3 separate regions of the Macaca mulatta genome follow, and all the other regions are linked to region 1. Evidence: chromatin contacts called from public Hi-C data. All regions are on one chromosome and are shown on one strand. The core of a region is the stretch at or near the end of the contact, and the rest is flanking DNA. Distances in the headings are between cores, read along the strand shown. Region 1 holds the start of SNX15 (sorting nexin 15). Region 2 holds the start of ATG2A (autophagy related 2A). Region 3 holds the start of ZNHIT2 (zinc finger HIT-type containing 2).

Region 1 (4,850 bases), core at 1,350-3,849:
GCCTGTAGTCCTAGCTACTCAGGAGGCTGAGGCAGGAGGACGGATTGAATCCAGGAACTTGAGGCTGCAGTAAGACGCGAATCATGCCACTGCACACCAGCCCAAGTGACAGAGCAAGACTCTGTCGCAAATAAAATAAAATAAAATAAAATAAAAATATAGGCCAGGTGCGGTGGCTCATGCCTGTAATTCCAGCACTTGGGGAGACCGAGGTGGGAGGATCACTTGAGGTCAGGAGTTCGAGACCAACCTGGCCAACACAGTGAAATCCTGTCTCTACTAAAAACACAAAAAGTAGCCGGGTATGATGGCACACGCCTATAATCCCAGCTACTCAGGAGGCTGAAGCAGGAGAACTGCATGAACCCAGGAGGTGGAGGCTGCAGTGAGCTGAGACAGTACCACTGTACTTCAGCCTGGGCAACAGAGCAAGACTCTGTCTCAAAAAATATACACAAGGCCGGGCGCGGTGGCTCAAGCCTGTAATCCCAGCACTTTGGGAGGCCGAGGCGGGCGGATCACAAGGTCAGGAGATCGAGACCACAGTGAAACCCCGTCTCTACTAAAAATACAAAAAATTAGCCGGGCGCGGTGGCGGGCGCCTGTAGTCCCAGCTACTCAGGAGGCTGAGGCAGGAGAATGGCGGGAATCCGGGAGGCGGAGCTTGCAGTGAGCCGAGATCGCGCCACTGCACTCCAGCCTGGGAACAGCGTGAGACTCCGTCTTAAAAAAAAAAAAAAAAAAAAAAAAATATATATATATACACACACACATATATATATAGAGAGAGAGAGAGAGACAGAGGGAGAGTGAGAGAATGTGCTTTATATTTTATATATTTATTATATATAATACATTGTATATATAATATGTATAAAAATATATCAAAATAATGCATGTTGCTTGGTTTAAAAAGCCAATGGGAGGCCAGGTGTGGTGGCTCACACCTGTAATCCCAGCACTTTGGAAGGGTGAGGCCGGTGGATTACTTGAGGTCAGGAGTTCCAAACTAGCCTGGCTAACAAGGTGAAACCCCATCTCTACCAGAAAATACAAATATTAGCTGGGCACGGTGGCAGGCGCCTGTAGTCCCAGCTACTGGGGAGACTGAGGCAGGAGAATGGTGTGAACCCGGGAGGCGGAGCTTGCAGTGAGCCGAGATCGCGCCACTGCACTCCAGCCTGGGCGACAGTGCAGACTCCATCTCAAAAAAATAAACAAATAAACAACAACACAAAAAAGCCACTGGGAAGACTTATAATAAAAGGTTACAGTTCCTTGCCACATCCTTCCTACCCCAACCCCACCTCCAGTCTATCTTCCCAGGGACAACGTTTTTATTTGCATTTTTTAAAAGGGGTGTGTGTGTATGTGTGTGTGTGCATTTTAATATTGAGCTGGGGTCTCACTGTGTTGCCCAGGCTCATCTTGAACTCCTAAACTCAAGCAATCTGCTCCCTCAGCCTCCCAAAGTGCTGGGATTTACACGCATGAGCCACTGAGCCCGGCCTTATTTGCATTTATTTTTAGGCATGGAAAAGACAAACGATTTGGGGAAAGCATATTTTAAATAGCTAAGATTCTGCACTTAGACACTTTATAAGTGTCCTTACGTGCCTGCTTTGCTTTTATAGTTAACTAATGCACCAGCTTAATAGTCGCCTAGTTGAAAATTCTAAAAGTACAAAAAACTTACAGTAAAAAGTCTTCCCCAACTTCTGTCCCCAGTGACACAGTTCTTCTCCCTGGGGACCTTCTTGTTACCCGTTCTTGTATATCATTCTACAGGTGTCCTGTTTTACTATTTTTAATTATTTTCATGGTTTCCTCCATGTCTCTCTATAAATTGTGCTTATGATGTTGCTATCGCTTCATATATCAACTCTAGCCTTTCTCTCTTCCTGCTGTGACCTTGATATGGCGACTTACTCCTTAAGTCCTTCCGAACTGCATGAATTTTTTTTAACCATTGACCAGTATTATTTTCTGAAAAATTAAATACGGTTAAATTCGTTAAAGGGATTTTATGTAAGATCAAACAAACCAATAAACAAAACTTACTCTACGAGACTGGAGTACTAATAATTGGGTTAAACCAGAGTTTTCATGTTAGTTTACAGAAATTCACAGTCTGATGCCCAGACACTACACGCCGGGCGTGGGCATACACGCCTTGCTTGTCCGGGAACGGCCATCCACGCCCTTTTAAAAAAAGACAGCGCCCCCTCAGGGCCCCGCCCCGCTGATGGTTAAAGAAGTAAACGAACCCTTGTACTGCAACCGCCGCTTAAAGGGGAAACCCATTTCTGTCGTCTAAAAAGGGAGTGGTGGCTGCAGCGCCTTTCCTTAAGGTAAAACTCGGCGCCCCTCTAGTTAAAAGGGTAAAGTACGCGCTGGGCCCCACCTCACCTGCGCGGTTACTTTGTACTCGGTGTAGCCCTTGGGGTGCGTCCTGGGGTCCGACACTGTGTAGTGCCGCAGGAAGTCATCCTTCGCCTGGCGGGACATGAAACCGAGCTGGAGCGGAGCGGACTCCGCTTCCTCCCTGTCCCCACCCCTCCGGCCCGGCCTCCGACCGCCGCCGCCTCGCCTGGGCCTGCGCCCTTCTTCCTCCGGCCCAGGGATTTTATCGCAAGTGACAGCGCTGTTCCGATCCCGGGTGCGCGGCCAAGGGAGCGTCTGAAAAGTTCCTTCTCTGTGGTGAAGCGTAAACCCAAGTCATTGGAAAGATTGGTGGGGGAGGTTGTGATCACTCGTCTCATTTCTGCCGGGTGATCAAGCCCACCCTATCCAAGCGTAAACCCTTGTCACAGTCCTCCAAAGGACCTCTCCCCTGCTTCCCAAATCCCTGCTTTCATTCATCCACCCAACTCCTATTGTGCCCATTATGTGCAGGACAACGTCAAATTATTTCCCTGTCAGGATTCCCTAATTCATGTTTTCTGGAAAGTAGGGAAGCAAAGAACGCTGGAGAAGCAGGATGGTGTCATGGGCTCTGAGTCACTACTCTTACTAGCTGTAGGAGTTTCCCATAACTACTCAGCCTCAGTTTCTCATCTGTAGAATGGAGATGTTTGTAATAGAATCTATGTAGGTCAGTGGAGCTTTCTTGCAATGGACTTGCTGCCAGAACACAGGTGTCGTGAAAATCACCATTAAATCAAAGCCAAAATGGGGGTTTGGTGCCGTGGCTCACACCTGTAATCCCAGCATTTTGGGCGGTGGAGGCAGGTGGATCACTTGAGGTCAGGAGTTCAAGACCTGCCTGTCCAACATGGTGAAACCCCATTTCTACTAAAAATACAAAAATTAGCTGGGCGTGGTGGCGCACACCTGTAATTCCAGCTACTCCAGAGGTGGAACTGGCCGATGGCTTTAGCTCAGGAGGTTGAGGCTGCGGTGATCTGCAATCGCACCACTGCACTCCAGCCTGGGCAACAGAGTGAGACTCCATCTCAAAAGAAAGGGTGCAGGGGAAGGAAAAGACTCAGCTCAACATTGTCATCTGATTTGGGCAAGTCCACCACTACTGGCTATCTGATTTACAAGTGTGATGGGATCCACAAAAGAACCATCGAAAATTTTGAGGAGGCTGCTGAGATGGGAAAGGGCTCCTTCAAGCATACCTGGGTCTTGGGTAAGCTAAAAGTTGAACGTGAGAGTGCTATCACCACTGCTACCTCCCTGCTGGCAATTAAGACCAGTCAGTACTGGTCTTATGTGACCATCATCAATGGCCCAGGATGCAGAGACTTTACCAAAAACCTGATTACAGGCACATCTCAGGCTAACTGTGCTGCCCTGATTGTTGCTGCTAGTGTTGGTGAATTTGAAGCTGGTATTTCCAAGAATGGGCAGACACGTGAACACACCCTTCTGGCTTACACGCTGGGTGTGAAACTAATTGTTGGTGTTAACAAAATGGATCCCCATGGGCCATTCTAAAGAGGAGAGATGGGGGCCGGGCGTGGTGGCTCACACCTGTAATCCCAGCACTTTGGGAGGCTGAGGTGGGTGGATCACGAAGTCAGGAGCTCAAGACCAGCCTGACCAAGATGGTGAAACCCCATCTCCACTAAAAATACAAACATTAGCTGGGCCTGGTGGCGGGCACCTGTAATCCCAGCTTCTTAGGAGGCTGAGGCAGAGAATTGCTTGAAACCGGGAGGCAGAGGTTGCAGTGAGCTGAGATCGTGCCACTGCACTCCAGCCTGGGCAACAGAGTGAGACTCCATCTAAAAAAAAAAAAAAAAAAAAAAAAGAAGAAGAGGAGCGATGGGATAAATCATTAAGGAAATCAGCACCTACATTAAGAAATTGGCTACAACCCTGACATAGTAGTATTTGTGCCAATATCTGGTTGGAGTGGTGACAACAGGCGGGAGCCAAGAGCTCACATGCCTTGGCTCAAGGGATGGGAAGTCACCTGTAAAGATGGCAATGCTGTGGAACCACGCTGCTCAGAAGCTCTAGATCGCATCCTACCAACTCACAAGCTCTTGGTTCTGCCCTTCCAGATGTCCGCAATATTGGTGTTATTGATACTGTCACTGTGGGCCATGTGGAGACTGGTGTTCCCAGACCCGGCATGGGTTTTGAGACCTTTGCTCCAGTAAGTGTTAGAATTGAAGCAAAAATCTGTTGAAATGCAGCATGAAGCTGGGAAGCTTAAATATAATACATAGTATTTAGTGCAAAGGAAGCATTGTGAATAGCTACTCTTGTTCCTGGAACTCAGGTGTACAGGTGCGGTGCCTTGGTCTTCAGAAAGAAGCAAAGCATGGCTTGGGGCTCATGCCTGTAATCCCAGCACTTTGGGAGGCCAAGGCGGGAGGATTACTTGAGGCCAG
Region 2 (4,850 bases), core at 825-3,324, 120 kb after region 1:
TCGATCTCCTGACCTTGTGATCCGCCCGTCTCGGCCTCCCAAAGTGCTGGGATTACAGGCTTGAGCCACGGCGCCCGGCCTTTTTTTTGTATTTTTTAGTAGAGACGGGGTTTCACCGTGTTAGCCAGGATGGTCTCGATCTCCTGACCTCGTGATCCGCCCGCCTTAGCCTCCCAAAGTGCTGGGATTACAGGCTTGAGCCACTGCGCCCGGCCCATAAGCACTTTCTGAATTGCTGTCCTATCAGCCTGCCTCCCTGAATGGAGCCTGTTCCTTCCTGGTAATGAACTGTCTCCACCTACTAACTCAAGCCCAGTTACAGAGGATAAAACTGAGGGTCACAAGAGGAGAAGAAACCACCCATGGGTGGGACTGGAATACAGGTCCCTGCCCCGTGGGCCAGGGTGGTTGCCCTTGCTTCAGGCTGAGTTTTGGCATTAGAATTTAAGAGTCCAGCTCCCAAGTAAGATTAAAATGGAAACACAGGCTAGGCGGGGTAGCTCACACCCGTAATCCCAGCTACTCAGGAATCCTTTGAACCCAGGAGGCAGAGGTTGCGTGAGCCGAGACTGTACCACTGCACTCCAGCCTGGGCAACAGAGCAAGACTCCGTCTCAAAATAAATACATAAATAAATGAAAATAAAATAGAAACATAGGCTGGGCGCGGTGGCTCATGCCTGTAATCCCAACACTTTGGGAGGCCAAGGCGGGCTGATCACCTAAGGTCAGGAGTTCGAGACCAGCCTGACCAACACGGTAATTAGCCGGGTGTGGTGGCTCACACCTGTAATCCCAGCTACTCCGGGAGGCCGAGGCAGGAGAATAATTTGAACCCAGGAGGCAGAGGTTGCAGTGAGCCAAGATTGTGCCACTGAACTCCAGCCTGGGTGACAGAGCAAGACTCCGTCTCAAAAAGAAAAGAAAAGAAACATAATTATCTATGGCTGTTCCTGAAGTTGCCCATGATGTAAGAGGTTTTGTGTGGCCGCCCCCTACAGAGCAATGGTTGGCAAACTTTTTCTGTGAAGGGCCAGAAAACAAATATTTTAGGCTTTGCAGGCCTCTGTCTCAAGTACTGAATTCTGCTCTTGTAGCAAGAAAGCAACCCTGGACAGAACTTGCGCAAATGAGCATGGCTGTGTGACACCAAAACATTATTTATAAACACTGGAATGTGAATTCCATATGATTTTCATATGCCATGAAATGTTCATTCTTCTTTTGATTTTTTCCCTAACCTTTTAAAAAACATAAAAACCATACTTAGCTCACAAGCTGTACAAAAACAATGCCCCCCTGCTTAAAGGAGGCAGAATCCATTCTTTGATTTTAGGACTAGAGATATGAAAAGCTATTATTATTCCAGAGAGGTGCCTAAGGCCTGATTCACGGCAGAGAGAAGGGAGGGTCAGTTAATCTCCCGCTGAGCATTCCGGGGTGAGGAGGGAAAAAAAGACCTTCCTTGGTGATGGACTCAGAACCTTTATTTTTGTTTGTTTTTGAGGCAGGGTCTCTCTTGTGTCTAAATCTCTTTTCTTACCTGTAAAGCGGTGGCAATAATCCCTACCTTGAACGATTGTTAAGAGGGCTCAATGAGATAAAGGGTGGTAAAGGATTTTGCAAAATGCAAATGTTTACCCACTTAATTGTTTCCACAGATGCGCGCTTAAGATCGCGCACTGAGTTTATTCCTCTGGGGAAGGCTTCTGCGAAGTTTGCTGGGACACTGTACCTTTAAATCCTCCCCAACCACTTAAAGTGGTTGGACGAATCAGCACATGCGCATTCCTTTGCGGGGCCGGCACCTGGAGCAACAGCCTTCCCAGAGCCTGTAGAAGGAAGGTTAAAGGTCCGCCCACACAGTACTTTACGCAAGCGTAAATCATGATTGAGGGCATTATATCATGCAGAGAGCCCAGTCCCTTTTTCGCGCCCGAAGGCTCCGCCCCGCGCAGCCAATCAGTAGGCCTCACCCTTTGCAATAGCCAATGACAGTGAGCGTAGGGGCGTGGCTGGGCGTCCGGGGGCGCGGCCTGGCGCCTAGAGAAGCGGCGGGGCGAGCCGGGGGCTCTAGTGAACAGCAGAGCCGGACGGGGATCGCCGGCGGGCGGCAAGCGGAGGCGGCCCGGCCCCGGCGGTCTCCGAGATGTCACGATGGCTGTGGCCATGGTCAAACTGTGTGAAAGAGCGGGTCTGCCGCTACTTGCTGCACCACTACTTAGGTCACTTCTTCCAAGAGCACCTCAGCCTGGACCAGCTCAGCCTCGATCTGTACAAGGGCAGCGTTGCCCTGCGAGACATCCACCTGGAAATCTGGGTGAGAAGCCAGGCCCGAGGCCAGGAAGGTGCGGAGGGCGGGAGCGCAGCGACCTGAGGCTCCCTGCGGAAAGATCGGGCCGGGGGGATCAGGCACCGGGCGTAGAGAGGCCAGGGGAATCTTGCCCTCTCCAGGCGTCAGAGGCACCCCGGCTGGCTGCTTCAGTTCCTTACCAGAGCCAGAAACTGAGCGGGAAGGGGTTTCCATCTCCACAGGAGGAGAAACTGAGGCTGGAGAGGGCAAGATCACCTGTCTGGAGAATGCAAGACAAACTCGTCGAGTTTGGGGGCTGAGTTAAGGAGGGTGGCCGAGGAGGGGCTGGGGAGGTAGCATAGGAACCGAGCTGGGCCAGGGCAGTGACAGACTTGGGCCTGTGCAGCTGGTCGGGGAAGCTGGTAGGAGTCCGGAGCCCTGGCGAGGACACCTGTGGATCATGTGCCCTGACCTCTTGACCCCACGGTCCTGGGCCCGTAGGTGGGATCAACAAACCACTGGATGTGTATGTCAACAACCGCGTCAGCACCAGTGTTGATCAACACCTTGTGTGCCTGGGTCGCTGCCTACTTCCTGTTTTTGGGAGAGTGGGATGGGCTAAGTGGGTGTCTAGGGAGGGACTGGATGGCCCCCACCCACATCTCCCACCCACCCACCGGGGTCAGTGTCCCTGCCTCGAGGGGGGCCCTCGAGGAAAGGTCGGGAGATCTGGCTTCAAGCCTGGAGGAGGCCAAGGGAGATGCCAGGGAGGCCAAGAGGTGTGAGGTCTGGGTCAGAGACTTGAGGCTGGGAATGGTAAGGAGCCCTGACTCACAGCTCAGCTGACCTGGGGAGCTTTGAAGGAGCCACCAATTAGAGGCACGTCCTGGTCAATCCACCAGGTCCAGAGCAGCAGGGGTGGGCATGGAGGCAGGGACTTCTCAGTTTTGTGGCTGGACTCAGGGGTCTGCTAATCTGGATGGAAGAGCTAGGCTTTGGGGGTAGGCCAGGCCCTGGTGAGCAAATGTGGGGTAGGATAACCCTCGGCCCTGAACTGGGGGCACCTCCCAGTGGCCTGCTGTCTGTGAATTATGGTGTAGGAAGCCCTCTCTGACCTGTAACCTTAGCCTCTAAGGCTGGCCTGAAAGACGGCCCAGACTTCTAGGCTGCCCCTTTTTTATTTTATTTTTATAGAGACAGGATTTCGCTATGTTGCCCAGGCTAGTCTTGAACTCCTGAAGCGATCCTCCCACCTCAGCCTCCCAAAGTGCTGAGATTACAGGCGTGAACCACCATACCCAGCCCTAGGCTTCCCCTTTTTACTTTCAGCTCCAGAAAACGCCCCTACTCGTGTTCCCTGCCCTCTTGCTGGGGGTCGAATTGGCTTCTCTAGGGCCCTGGTGGAATGCATGTGCTTTCTTGATAACCAGCCTCTCCTCCCAGCTCAGCCTGCAGACCCCACCTTGAAGGCCCCCAAAGAAGCTGAGTGCCTAGGACCTCTGAAGTGGCCTGAAGAGAGAGAGGCCCGGATCCCAGTCTCAGTCCCTGTTGTTTACTGGGTGACTAGATTAGTCCTGTCTCTAGGCCTCAGTTTCCCGAGCTGTGGGTCTCTGGGTGAGGAATTTGGACTCCATCTGCTCTGCCATGTGCTTTTTTATTCTTGGATCCGACCAGTTTACTGAGGCCCTTTCTGGGTGGCACCTGGGGTCACGGGGGAAGCAGGTGGGGTACAGCCTTCAAGGAGCTTCCAGGTTGGCAGGGGTACAACTCCAGCATGGACATTTTAGCCAGGGGCTCAGCCTTGTGCCTCACAGAGAGGTACAGCTACACTAGGTGTTTGGGGTTGAGGGGGGGTCCCATCTGGCATCAGGTCAACCCCTCTCTCCTGGACACTGTCCCTTTGAACTCTCCTCACCCAGGGTGAACATGGGTTTTCCAGACTCTGCCAGACATGTACCCATGTTGTCCTGTGCCTGCAACACACCACCTTCTACCAGCGCCTACCCCCCTCCCTTTATTCTTCAGCTTGCCCCTCCTCTGACAGACCAGGCTGGGTTAGGCGTCTTCCCCATGGCCCCCTCACCAACCCCCAGCACCTGCTCACCTCTCAGTTTCATCCTAGTTGCTCTGAGTCCCTGGCTGGAGCCTAGCTTGGCTGGGGAATGAAGACATTTTATTTACCCATCTAGTCTCAATGTCAGCATGTAGAAAGTACTCAGTAAATATTATCTTGAATTAAGTGGTGAGGGAAACATTTGCTCTGGCTTGAGGGATTAGGCATCTTTGGGTGATAGGGTGGGGGGGCTGGCCTGTAGCAGGGGACAGCATGAGCATAGGTAGGACCTTGTAGATAACACGTGGAGGGACGGGGCAAGCCAAGGGTGCTCTCCAAGGCACCATGGCCAGGTAAGCCTGTGCCAGCTGTGGGATTTGGGGTTTCCCTGAGCTGGTTTTGTCCCTTGCTTGCTCCCAGTCTGTGAACGAGGTGCTGGAGTCGATGGAGTCACCGCTGGAGCTGGTGGAAGGCTTCGTGGGCTCCATCGAGGTGGCCGTGCCTT
Region 3 (4,850 bases), core at 712-3,211, 96 kb before region 1:
CTCATCCAGGCTGGAGTGCAGTCGCATAGTCATGGCTCACTGCAGCCTCCAAGTCCTGGGCCCAGGTGATCCTACTCAGCCTCCCAAGTAGCTGAGGACTGCAGGCATGCACCACCACTCCTGGCTAAGTTTTTGTACTTCTTGCAGAGACGGGGTTTTGTTGCTGTGTTGCCCAGGCTGGTCTTGAACTGGGCTCAAGTGATCCGCCCACCTTGGCCTCCCAAAGTACTGAGAGTACAGGTGTCAGCCACTGTGCCCAACTGAGAGGTCGTGTTTAAATGACATGTGTGAGACCTGAGATGAATAAATCAAGTGATCAGGTAGGGGAATATTTTAAGCCAAGAGGACTGTATGAAGATGGGGAAGAGGTGATGTCTAGGGGTGGGAGCAGATCCTGCAAGGCCTTGTCAGCCATGGAGAGAAGTTTAGGTTTGAGTCCAAATGCAATGGAGGGTCGCAGAAGGGTTTTGAGTAAGAGAAGGATCTGATCTGACTTGTGATCTAATTTATCTGGCAGGTTTTTCTGGAGGGCTGGCAAGAAAGGAAAAACACAATGTGTTGTCATCCACGTGAGGGGTCAGGAAGCTTAGACCACCAGTAGTAGTAGTAGGGATGCAAAGAACACTCACAGTTTGGTTCATCACACCTCCACTCCACCATAAGACTGAGCTCTGTTAGAACAGGGACCCCCAACTCCCTTTGATGTGCATTGTGTTCTTGGCACCTAGAATGGGGCCTGCACTTAATGAGATGGATGAATAGTGGTATTTAATAAGATACTTAATGAAGAGTCAGTTTTGGAGGAAAAATAGGAGCTCAAATATTTCTTTTTTTTTTTTTTTTTTTTTTTGAGACGGAGTCTCGCTCTGTCACCCAGGCTGGAGTGCAGTGGCCGGATCTCAGCTCACTGCAAGCTCCTCCTCTCGGGTTCACGCCATTCTCCTGCCTCAGCCTCCCAAGTAGCTGGGACTACAGGCACCCGCCACTTCGCCCGGCTAGTTTTTTGTATTTTTTAGTAGAGACGGGGTTTCACCGTATTAGCCAGGATGGTCTCGATCTCCTGACCTCATGATCCGCCCATCTCAGGCTCCCAAAGTGCTGGGATTACAGGCTTGAGCCACCGCGCCCGGCCTCAAATATTTCTTAAATACTGCTTTTTGTTTTTTTGAGGTGGAGTTCCTCTCTGTGGCCCAGGCTCCCAGGCTGGAGGGCGGTGGCGCGATCTCAGCTCACTGCAACCTCCACCTCCTGGGTTCAAATGATTCTCCTGCCTCAGCCTCCGGAGTAGCTGGGACTACAGGCACCCGTCCCTCACGCCCGGCTAATTTTGTATTAGTAGAGATGGGGTTTCTCCATGTTGGTCAGGCCGTGGTCAAACTTCTGACCTCAGGTCATCTGCCCGCCTTGGCCTCCCAAAGTGCTGGGATTATCGGCGTGAGAGCCACCGCATCCGATCCCAACTGCCCTTTTATTCGTCTGTGTCCTCTAGTGCATTTTATTTGTCTGTGTACAGCGCAGGGATGCATCGCCTTTCTGAGGCTTGGCACAATTAGTGGCCCAGGGTAGGTGTTTAGTAAAGTGGATTTCTGCCACAGCGCATTATAGAGCTAAAGAGAGAGGGTTTTCTCTTTAGATGATCGGGCCACGTTTTGGTGTGACCGCTAGGGGGAGAGGTGGCACCGGCGGAGCGCTCGCCAGACCCATTTTTCCGCTCCTTGCGTCATCGCACAGGGCGGGGCTCGTACCTGACGCCCGGCGTCTGGGCCTGCTCTCACCCTACTAGGGAAAGGGGTGGGGCTCGGCTTTCCGGCGTGGGCGGAAATTGCTCAGAATCCTCGGGAGCTTTGCGAAACGACAGACCGTCGTCGACCCCGCGGTGAGCCGGAAGTAATTGAATAAGCCCCGGAAGTTTGGAACTATCGCCGGCGTGCGTTCGCAGGTAGATCGCGGTGCCGGTTGCTATGGAGCCGGTCGGGCCTTGTGGTTTCTGCCCGGCGGGGGAGGCCCAGCCCGCGCGTTACACCTGCCCTCGCTGTAATGCGCCCTATTGCTCGCTGCGCTGCTACCGGACGCATGGCACCTGCGCAGAAAACTTCTACCGTGACCAGGTGCTGGGAGAGCTCCGCGGCCGCAGCGCCTCGCCCAGCCGCCTGGCAAGCGCCCTACGCCGGCTGCGTCAGCAACGCGATACCGAGGACGAGCCTGGGGAAACAGGCCTTAGCCCCGGCCCGGCGCCCGGCGGCCTCTCGGGACTGTGGGAGCGGCTGGCGCCGGCCGAAAAAACTGCCTTCGAGCGGCTGCTGAGCCGTGGTGAGGCCGGGCGGCTGCTTCCTCCATGGCGGCCGTGGTGGTGGAAGCGCGGAGCCGGACCGTGGCGGCTTCTGGAGGAGCTGGATGATGTCCCGGGCAGTGATGCCGCGGGGCTGGAGCCCGCCCTTGCGAGGACCCCGCCGGAATCTATGAACGATGCCTTCGCCGCGGAGCTCGCGGCTGCCGAGCTGGTTCTTGGAGATGTCCCGGGGGCCTGCACGCCCGCCATACCCACCCGCATCCCCACGCTGGTCAGCCTGAGCCGCGGCCCAGTCTCGCCGCTCGTGCGCTTCCAGCTGCCCAATGTGCTGTTCGCCTACGCGCATACTCTCGCCCTGTATCACGGCGGTGACGACGCACTGCTCTCTGACTTCTGTGCTACACTGCTCGGCGTTTCCGGAGCCCTGGGTGCCCAGCAAGTCTTCGCCTCTGCGGAAGAAGCCCTGCAGGCCGCAGCCCACGTGCTGGAAGCAGGCGAACACCCGCCTGGGCCCCTGGGCACACGAGGGGCTATGCACGAGGTCGCTCGCATCCTGCTGGGTGAGGGCCCGACCAACCAGAAAGGCTACACGCTGGCAGCACTGGGAGACCTGGCAAAGACCCTGGGCCGTGCCCGGAAACAGGCTGTGCTTAGAGAAGAGCGAGATCATCTTTACCGGGCCCGGAAAAAGTGCCAATTCCTCCTGGCCTGGACCAATGAAAATGAGGCGGCCCTCACACCCCTGGCTCTAGATTGCGCCAGGGCTCACCAAGCCCATGCTGTGGCAGCCGAGGAGGTGGCCGCCCTCACTGGGGAGCTGGAGCGGCTTTGGGGAGGCCCCGTGCCACCTGCCCCAAGGACTCTCATTGAGGAGCTCCCTGGCTGAACTGGGGACCCTGGTCATTAATAAAGCTGTGAGTGGTCAGCCCTGTTGCCTGTTTCTGAAGGATAGCTATTGTCCTACCAGGCCCCCAGAGTCCTGGGCCCACAAGCCACTGCTCAGCTTCTCCCTGATCAGTGCTGACCCAGCCAGTCCTAGGGGAGAGAAGTGCACCAATGGTTCCCAATGTTTATCCAAAGGAGGAAGAGCATCTCCGATTTTGGTCACTGGTTTCATTTTTTTCCTTGCTCTAAACCACCTCTTCTCTGAGGCTGTTCATCCTCAGGGCTGGGTGGGGTACAAGCCCTTGAGTCCCAAGTGTGTCCAGGCTCCTGGTCTTGGGTGTGCTGGTGGATGAGTGGGCATATGCCCCCACCTGGGGTGGTGGAGCCGCTTCAGTAGATGTAGGGCACGATGCGGTAAGGCACACGCCGGCAGTACTCCTGCCATGCCAGGCCATACTTCTGCAGGCACTGCCGCTCATCCCGGGCCTCACGGTGCACCAGCAGCGCGGTGAAGTAGAGGAGGTAGAAGTAGGGCAGCAGGTGTGACACCCCTGTAGAGAAGGAGGCTCTGTGACCACCCTGCCAGCCCCCTCCACCCCCCAGTTCGCAAACATTTCCACACCTAATGGCTCATGTGGGCATCAGGGCTCAGCAGCAAAAGCTCCAGGGTCTGCATCTAGGCATACCGTACTAGGTTGGCACAGAGGTGTGCCCCAGCCACACACTGGGTCCATCCCAGCTCTCTGACTACTCTCACTGGTGCATACCCAAAGTAGGCATCCTGTGGTCGCTGAGCCACCCCTTCCCCTCATATGTTCCTGCCCCTATCCACATGGGCCACTCACCACAGGGCAAGGACCAAGCCAGAGCCATGATGAGGTCTCCAAGGTAGTTGGGATGGCGGACCATACCCCACCACCCAGACACCAGCAGTTTCCGCCCTGTGGCTGTAGAGATGGTCTCAAGCCCTGGAGAAAGATAGCAGGTGGGGAGTTCCCAGGAAACCCAGCGGCCCCACCTCACCCATGGCCCTAGAGACCCAGCTCACCAGCCACTCTGGGGTCAGAAGGATTCTTTCGGAAAGTGTTTTTCTGGGAATTCGCCCCACGGAAGATGTAGTAACCAATAGCTGGTGAGAGAGTGTGAAAAAGTGGTCAGGGTCAAGGGTTGCAGCCTCCTGCCTGACCCTGACCATCTGCCCAATCTGTCTGCAGCCCAGACTCTGCCTGGACACCCAGGACCCCACCCCTGGCTTTAGAGAGGACCCTGGCAGTTAGCACCTATGTGGTGTGCATGTAAACAGAGCATGAATGAAAAGGAGAGGGGAAAGATGGGCCCAGCCTGCTGCCCCTTCCTGACTGACCATTGATGAGGCAGATGGCGGAAGCCATGGGCAACCCCAGGGGCTGCGGGTGGCGCAGCAGGAACTGGGCTTGCAGGCTGTAGGTGAAGGGCACCCAGGCTATGTCCCCAAATGCCAGCATGAAGCCAAACCCGTCATGTGTGATATCCATGGTGGTGAGGATGGCCTCCTGCAAGGACAAGACCCAGACACACTGGCTTAGTCCCCATGCGGCCCTCAGATACCCACCCTTGTCCAGTCCAGCCTCACCTCATGCCAGAGGGCATCACCCACATAGAGTAACTGGAAGCCATTAACCAGCCACATGGCCAG

Evidence for each region. Hi-C and Micro-C count contacts between places; a contact is called where the count stands out from the background.
Region 2: a contact with region 1 is called in a Hi-C map of fetal cortex germinal zone, with 2.0 times the contacts expected there. The contact joins the promoter of ATG2A here to the promoter of SNX15 in region 1. A contact is called at or near these places in 6 of 14 Hi-C or Micro-C datasets (CD4 T cells, cortical neurons, fetal cortex germinal zone and 3 more).
Region 3: a Hi-C map of CD4 T cells shows a contact between it and region 1, with 2.3 times the contacts expected there. The contact joins the promoter of ZNHIT2 here to the promoter of SNX15 in region 1. A contact is called at or near these places in 2 of 14 Hi-C or Micro-C datasets (CD4 T cells and liver).

What each region holds. Positions count from the first base shown.
Region 1 is chr14:9,355,159-9,360,008 of T2T-MMU8v2.0, forward strand. SNX15 (sorting nexin 15) reads right to left here and starts at 2,600. Exons shown (of 7, transcript XM_077962414.1): 1 at 2,410-2,600. The coding sequence starts at 2,508.
Region 2 is chr14:9,473,054-9,477,903 of T2T-MMU8v2.0, forward strand. It overlaps ATG2A (autophagy related 2A), which reads left to right and starts at 2,075. Exons shown (of 41, transcript XR_013403549.1): 1 at 2,075-2,319; 2 at 4,766-4,850.
Region 3 is chr14:9,259,789-9,264,638 of T2T-MMU8v2.0, forward strand. ZNHIT2 (zinc finger HIT-type containing 2) reads left to right here and starts at 1,962. Exons shown (of 1, transcript XM_001114311.5): 1 at 1,962-3,215. The coding sequence starts at 1,962. The coding sequence ends at 3,176. TM7SF2 (transmembrane 7 superfamily member 2) reads right to left here. Exons shown (of 11, transcript XM_015113808.3): 7 at 4,788-4,850; 8 at 4,539-4,707; 9 at 4,224-4,304; 10 at 4,021-4,143; 11 at 3,389-3,726. The coding sequence ends at 3,566.